2 separate regions of the Sminthopsis crassicaudata genome follow, and region 1 is linked to region 2. Evidence: chromatin contacts called from public Hi-C data. All regions are on one chromosome and are shown on one strand. Each heading gives the region's core, a stretch centred on a gene start, on an enhancer-like site or on the middle of the called end of the contact. The rest is flanking DNA. Distances are from core to core; before and after follow the strand shown. Region 1 holds the start of FKBP11 (FKBP prolyl isomerase 11). Region 2 holds the start of DDN (dendrin).

Region 1 (2,976 bases), core at 427-2,926, 160 kb after region 2:
CATACCACCAAAACAGACACAAGAACTATATGAACATCATTTTTCATACAAATAAATGCAGATTTAAATAACTGAAGCAATTTTTATTGCTCATGGGTAGATAAAGCCATTATTTTTTTAATGACAATTATTTTTCCTGAGGCAATTGAGGTTAAGTGACTTGCCCAGGGTCACACACAGGAAGTGTTGTGTCTGAGGCCAAATTTGAACTCAGATCTTCCTGACTTCTGGGCTGGTGCTCTGTCCACTATGCTTATTCGATATCATCCCAATTAAATTACTCAAAAAAATTACTATTAGAATAATACAGTTCATCTGGAAGAACAAAAGATCAACAATGTAATTGAAGTAATGGAATGTAATGGAAGTAGATTCAGAAGCATCAGACCTTAAACTACATAAGGGAAGAGTATTTTTGAAGTATAAAAAGGATCATTTTGATTATTTTAAGTTAAAATTTTCTTGCATAAATAAAACCCATGTAGAAAAGACCAGAAGGAATGCAGAAAATTTGGGGGAAAACTTTCATAAAACTCAGGATGTGATTGGGTGGGAATATTGCTGTGGTGTAGGAAATTATGAGCTGGTTAATTTAGAAAAATATGGAAAGACTTGGATTTATGAAGGAATTCCTTCCGAGAAACACAAGATAAAAGGGAGTATGCACAGGATAGTCTTACGTGTATGTGTGTATGTATGTATGTGTAGGTATATCCACCCTTAATTGTGGCCGCCTTTTGTGCAGGGAAGGGAAAAGGTAAAGTAAAAGGTGTACAACAGAAAACAAAAGAAAACCAAGAAAGCAAAGAAAAGCTGGACAGCTTTGAAAACAATAGTATAGAGGGTTTTTTCAAACGTAAAATTTATTGTTTTATATTAATCTCTTCTGGTCTGCTGTGTACATGGCAATTTCCCCCCTCATTTTGTATTTAAGTTTAAAATTAAAAATTACAAATAAAAAAGTTTAGGCTGGAGAATGCAGTTATGCGGCCATTGGAAGACGGTTTATTTAACTCAAATCCGAGTGAGCTGTGGGACGCGGTAGCCAAAACCAAAAACACTGATGTAACCTTGGCTGAGTTGGGAAGGTGACGGCGCTCTGCCTTCATCGGACCATGTCCGTTCTGGGCACCACAGTTTGAGAAATATGAGCTACATTCAGCGGAGGGCAACCAGAAATAAGGCCAGAGAAGGAATTGAGGATGTTTAGTCCGGAAGAATAGAACTGCAGTTACGTGATGGTTGGTCATGGAAATACTAGGATCTCGGACCTCCAGAAACAATAAATTGGCGGCCGAGAGGCCGACGTGGGGGACGTACACCGCCTCGGGGGCTTCTCCTCGCCAGTTTTTCTCCCCTCCCTCAATGGGACGGCCACTTGTTGGGTGTGTGATAACGAGGATTCTTTTGGGTTCAGTTGAATCAAATCTCTTCCATCTCTCAATTCTGAGGTGCTATAATAATGGCAGGAAGGTGGGGAAAATGTTAGGGCTCTGGCTTCGGTATGGGCCCGGCGCCACCTCGATCAGGTTCAAAGTCTTGGATTTGGGTTTAGGGTTGGCTTCCCCCCTCCCCCCCCTCTCTTCTCCCCCCCTTCCCCCCCCCCCCCCCCCCCCCCGGCAGGGAAGCACCTCCCTGCAGCCGGCTCCTAACTGGGTGGGAGGTGGGGCCCGGTCCCGGGGAGGGGTGGCGGAGGAGGAGCCCGTTCCGCCCCATCCTGTCCAGCCTGGTTGGGGCTCCCAAGACTCTCCGCTCTTCTTCGCTGCCTGCCCCGGCCGCGCGACCCGGTGCCCACACGTGCCCACGCCCCACGTCCTGCCATGGCCCCCAAGCCGCTCCTGTTCCAGTCTCCGCCACTGCTCCTGCTGCTGCTGCTTCTGGGAGGCACGAGCAGTCTCGCGGAGCCCGAGGATGAAACTGAAAGTTCCATCCGGACTCTCCAACTAGAAACCCTGGTGAGAGGGGAGGCGCCCCCCGACCCCGCCCTTGTACCTCCGGACCCCTCCTCCTGGGGTACTGAGAGTGGGGGCACCCCGCATTCCCCGGGAGAAGCGAGCCCTTCCCCCTTCCTCTCCTCCTCCCCCTCCCTCTCCTCCTCCTCCTGTCCCTCTCTCCAAGCCTTGCCTCCCGGGATCTGTTGTAGGTAGAGCCCCCGGAGGCCTGCCGCGAGCCCGCCGCCTTCGGAGATACGCTGCACATTCACTATACGGTGAAGAGCCCGTCTGGGATTGGGGGTGGGGCCCCGCGGAAACACGTCAGCTTTAACTGGGACACGTGGCGAGGAGCTAAGAGAGTGGGAGCTGCCCCGCCCCCTCCCCTGGCCCCGGGAGCACGTGGCGGGGGTGGTCTTATTTTCTCCAACTAGGACACCTCCCGACTATTATGAACGGGGTCCTACCTTGTTGGGGCTCCCCTAGAGTACGATAAGCCCCTGGAGGCAGTGGGGATTCTCTGAGATTTGGGGGTGCAGGGGTGGCCATGTTAGGGGAAAATAATCTGGTGGTTGCTGATGATGTCTTCTCCCTCAGGGCAGCCTTGAAGATGGACGAATAGTTGACACCTCACTCACCAGGGACCCCTTGGTTATAGAGCTTGGTCAAAAGCAGGTCATCCCAGGTATCCCTACTCTAGAGTTTTTGCCCAAAGATCGCGTCTAATCCCTTCTAGTAGGATGCTCCGAGCTGGCATCTGGCATCGGCCCTCCAGAGGCAGTGCCTGCTTCCGAGGAATTGCTTTTGGAATCTGGCTCCTGGGCCTTCCTGTGCCGGTGACTTTATTTGTTGTGAGGAAGAAAGGGACAAAAAACCAAAAATTCTAAAATAGAGGGTTAAACCTAAGGGGCTCTAGCTCACACCTCAACTCCTTCCAGCCGACTTCTCTTTCCTCTCCCTGTGACATTAGAGAACTTTTAAGGGTTGGGAAGGGGACCAAGGTTTTCATGCTTTGAGGGAAGTGGGAGAATCCTTGACTCCACTT
Region 2 (3,408 bases), core at 692-3,191:
TGTTTCCTCACTGATCCGAAATAAGATCCATAGATTGCCAGTCATTGACCCTGATTCTGGCAACACTCTGTATATCCTCACCCACAAACGTATCCTCAAGTTCCTCAAGCTCTTTGTAAGTGCTATTTCTCTTCCTCTCTGACTTCTCCCATTACAACATATACTGCATTCAAGCCCAGCGGGGCTGAGTTGGGGACTTGGTGTGTGAGGGCCATTTGGAGGACCTGGAAGCCTAGTTATTGGTCTCCCCACCAGATTGCAGAGTTTCCTAAACCGGACTTCATGTCTAAGTCTCTGGAGGAGCTCCAGATAGGCACTTATGCCAACATTGCTCTTGTGCGTACCACCACACCTGTCTATGTTGCATTGGGCATCTTTGTGCAGCACCGGGTTTCTGCCTTGCCTGTGGTAGATGAGAAAGGTAAGAAATTGGGGAGAGAGAAAAGAAGGGATGGAAGGGGAAGTCTGTGTCCCCAGGGATGTCTTGTGGGCAGTGACGGGCTTTCCATTGCTGGATTCCAAGCCCTGGTTATTTTCACAGGGCGTGTGGTGGATATCTACTCCAAATTTGATGTCATTGTGAGTGACTTCAGAGGGACCAGGTGGTAGGGAAAAGGAAGGAGGGATTGGGGAATGTGGGAAGGAAATGGAGGAAATTCTTTGTGGGTTCCGGAGCTTTGGAGACACTGGCCTCCACATCCTGATGTGAAAAAAGAACTGAATCCCTTACTCACTAAGTGTGGCTTGGGAGATGACCCAGTTCTGAACTCTCCATTTCTAGGGGGATGGAGTGGGATGGAATGGGGTTTGAGGAATTGGAAACCATGCTTTTTGGGCTCTTTGCCCTCATTTTCCCAGAACTTGGCAGCTGAAAAGACCTATAACAACTTGGATATATCTGTGACAAAAGCACTACAGCATCGATCCCACTATTTTGAGGGTGTACTCAAGTGCTACCAGCATGAAACTCTGGAAACCATCATTAACAGGCTGGTGGAAGCTGAGGTGGGGAAGGAGAATCAAAAGAGTTGGGAAAGAAGGGAAAACCATGACTACTTAGATTGAAGGGGGAGGCTTGGAAATAGGGAAGTTTCATCATTGAGGTTAGACTGAAAGAACATTTCTTTTCTCTCTTGTCATCCTCTATCAGGTTCACCGGCTGGTGGTTGTGGAAGAAAACAATGTGGTAAAGGGCATCGTGTCACTCTCTGACATACTACAGGCCTTGGTGCTCAGAGGTGGAGAGAAACCATGAGCTGAGTTGGGAGGAATACATAGAATGCACTATACCTCTGATTAGTTGGCTGGGATATTAGAGGCTTGGAACCCTTTTATGAAGCTTACCCACTCACCCTACCTTACAGAGCCAGTATAAAGGTGTTGGAAAACACAGAAACCGGCACACTTTGAAGGAGTAACCTCTAGGCACCCATCATCTACACTGGTCCTCTGCCTGAAATACTGGGCACCCCTCATCTTAATTAATTCTGATCTCTAAGAGATTCCCAATCCTCTCAGCAAATACTCTAATTCGTTCTCCTGAAATAATGTACCATGAAACTTGGTAAAATATGTTTTTATTCTTCCTCCTACAAAAGGAGTTGCGGGAGGGGGAGAATAGTGCCATTTCCTCCTATAATGATGTTTGTGAGGAGGGAGTACGTAGCCTTTGAATTCTTGATCTTTTTTTCCCCTGCTTTGCTTCCCATGTCTTGGGGAGTTGGAAAGGGAAGTTCAGAAAGGCTGGTTCAGATTTATTTTTCATAGTGATACTAATTAAAATGACAAGGACATCTATATCCTTTGGTGTTGTATTTTCTTTGGAGCTTTCAGCACTGATGTCCTTGACCTCTGCACCTGTGGCCCCACACACATCCTTCTCCTAGAATAGATTTATTACATTCCACATCTCTCCTTTATCCAAACTTTGCCTTTCTATGCCCCCAGTCTTCTTTCCCTCTGTTACGACTGGAACCTGAGCTTAATCCCTTGTTAGGTCCCTTTTCTTCTTCAGGCATTCAGGAGTTAGTTCCCAGCACCATCTCCCAGTACACCTCCCTGCCATGAATGTTCTAGGAAATCCTCCCTCCAAGTGGTGCTGGGAAGGCAGGACTAGGCTTTGATTCTGCTGAACTGGCACAGTGTGTGAGTTTACAAATCCCTTTTATTGTCTCTGCTGCCTTTGGGAGGGTAGGGAGAGAAACAGCTACAGAGTTACACATTTAATCCTCACTTTCCTGACTACGGACATGCAGACAGAAGCCATCAAATGGCACCTGGAACAGTGAGTTAGGGAGACCTGGGATAGGAGCTGATGGAAGGGTTGGGGGTTGGGTAGACAGTGGGAGTCAAATGCTAGAGTTCTGCTCAATCTTGCTTTTCTTGAATTTTTCTGTTTGATAGTTTTAGAATAACTCATTTTGGATTCTTGACTTAATCTTCCCTATGCTACTTTTCTCAAACTTCAGGTTAGGAAAGTTGTGGAAGAAAAGGTATGCTTTTGTGGGGAAGTGGTACAGGTCCTGGGATATAATCCCTAATTAAAGATATCCTACTGTGATGGGCCACTATCACATCATTCTACACAAGGCCGAACAGCACATTCCTGAAACTGAGGGAGGTTTCTGAGTTGATTAGTGAGTTAGAAAGTATGCACATTCCATGGGGTCAGAGTAGTGGGGGAGAGTTTGGAGAAGAAACTTTAAAAAGACCTAGGATTCTAGTAGGATAAGACTTTCACTCTTACTTTGCTATCACGATTGCTGGAGCCATGTAAGTACAGGGATTCAGGGCAGGAATGGGGTGGTTGAATGGGAAAATTAGGCAGATAAGTAATGTATTGAGATTCTTTCTCTAAAGAGGAAATGAGAAAATGGAAGATTTGGAATTGGGATGCTTGAATTTTTTGTATCTGCCTCTGTGGGAGTGGACATTTCAGAGGAGGTTTGAAAAAGAGTAGACAATACCTTCAGTTGATCTATTCTCTATAGTGGTAACAACCAATGCTAGACCACACCCCCACACCCCCCACCGGATACCTACCCCTTATGTTTTAATTAAGGGAAAATGCAAAGGTTTTTTTTTTTTTTTTTTTTTTTTTTTTTTTTAAACATTTCAGGATGGGGCAGATAGCACAGTGAATAAAGTACCAGCCCAGGAGTCAGGAGGACCTGAGTTCAAATACTTAACACTTCCCGGTTGTATGATCCTGGACAAGTCACTTAACTGCAATTGCCTCATAAAAAAAGATTAAAATAAATCAGGATGTCTTGCCATCTGCCATGCTGTCTCTGAACCCCAAGTAACCTTGGGTTGGGAGGAAGTCCCCTCCATATTCCTCTACTGTTACCTCTTCTTTTTGTTAAAGGAGGAATGTTATCTGCTGAACTACACCCTTCCCTACCTCCA

The links. A called contact is a pair of places that touch in the nucleus more often than the background predicts.
Region 1: a contact with region 2 is called in a Hi-C map of hippocampus, with 3 times the contacts expected there. The contact joins the promoter of FKBP11 here to the promoter of DDN in region 2. A contact is called at or near these places in 2 of 2 Hi-C or Micro-C datasets (fibroblasts and hippocampus).

What each region holds. Positions count from the first base shown.
Region 1 is chr5:233,026,409-233,029,384 of ASM4859323v1, forward strand. FKBP11 (FKBP prolyl isomerase 11) reads left to right here and starts at 1,677. Exons shown (of 6, transcript XM_074270503.1): 1 at 1,677-1,955; 2 at 2,144-2,209; 3 at 2,529-2,616. The coding sequence starts at 1,821. LOC141544398 (a long non-coding RNA gene) reads right to left here and starts at 2,239. Exons shown (of 2, transcript XR_012482592.1): 1 at 2,125-2,239; 2 at 1-1,454.
Region 2 is chr5:232,869,209-232,872,616 of ASM4859323v1, forward strand. It overlaps DDN (dendrin), which reads left to right and starts at 1,942. Exons shown (of 3, transcript XM_074270490.1): 1 at 1,942-2,284. The coding sequence starts at 2,250. PRKAG1 (protein kinase AMP-activated non-catalytic subunit gamma 1) reads left to right here. Exons shown (of 12, transcript XM_074270495.1): 8 at 1-115; 9 at 256-421; 10 at 542-579; 11 at 859-1,005; 12 at 1,151-1,797. The coding sequence ends at 1,255.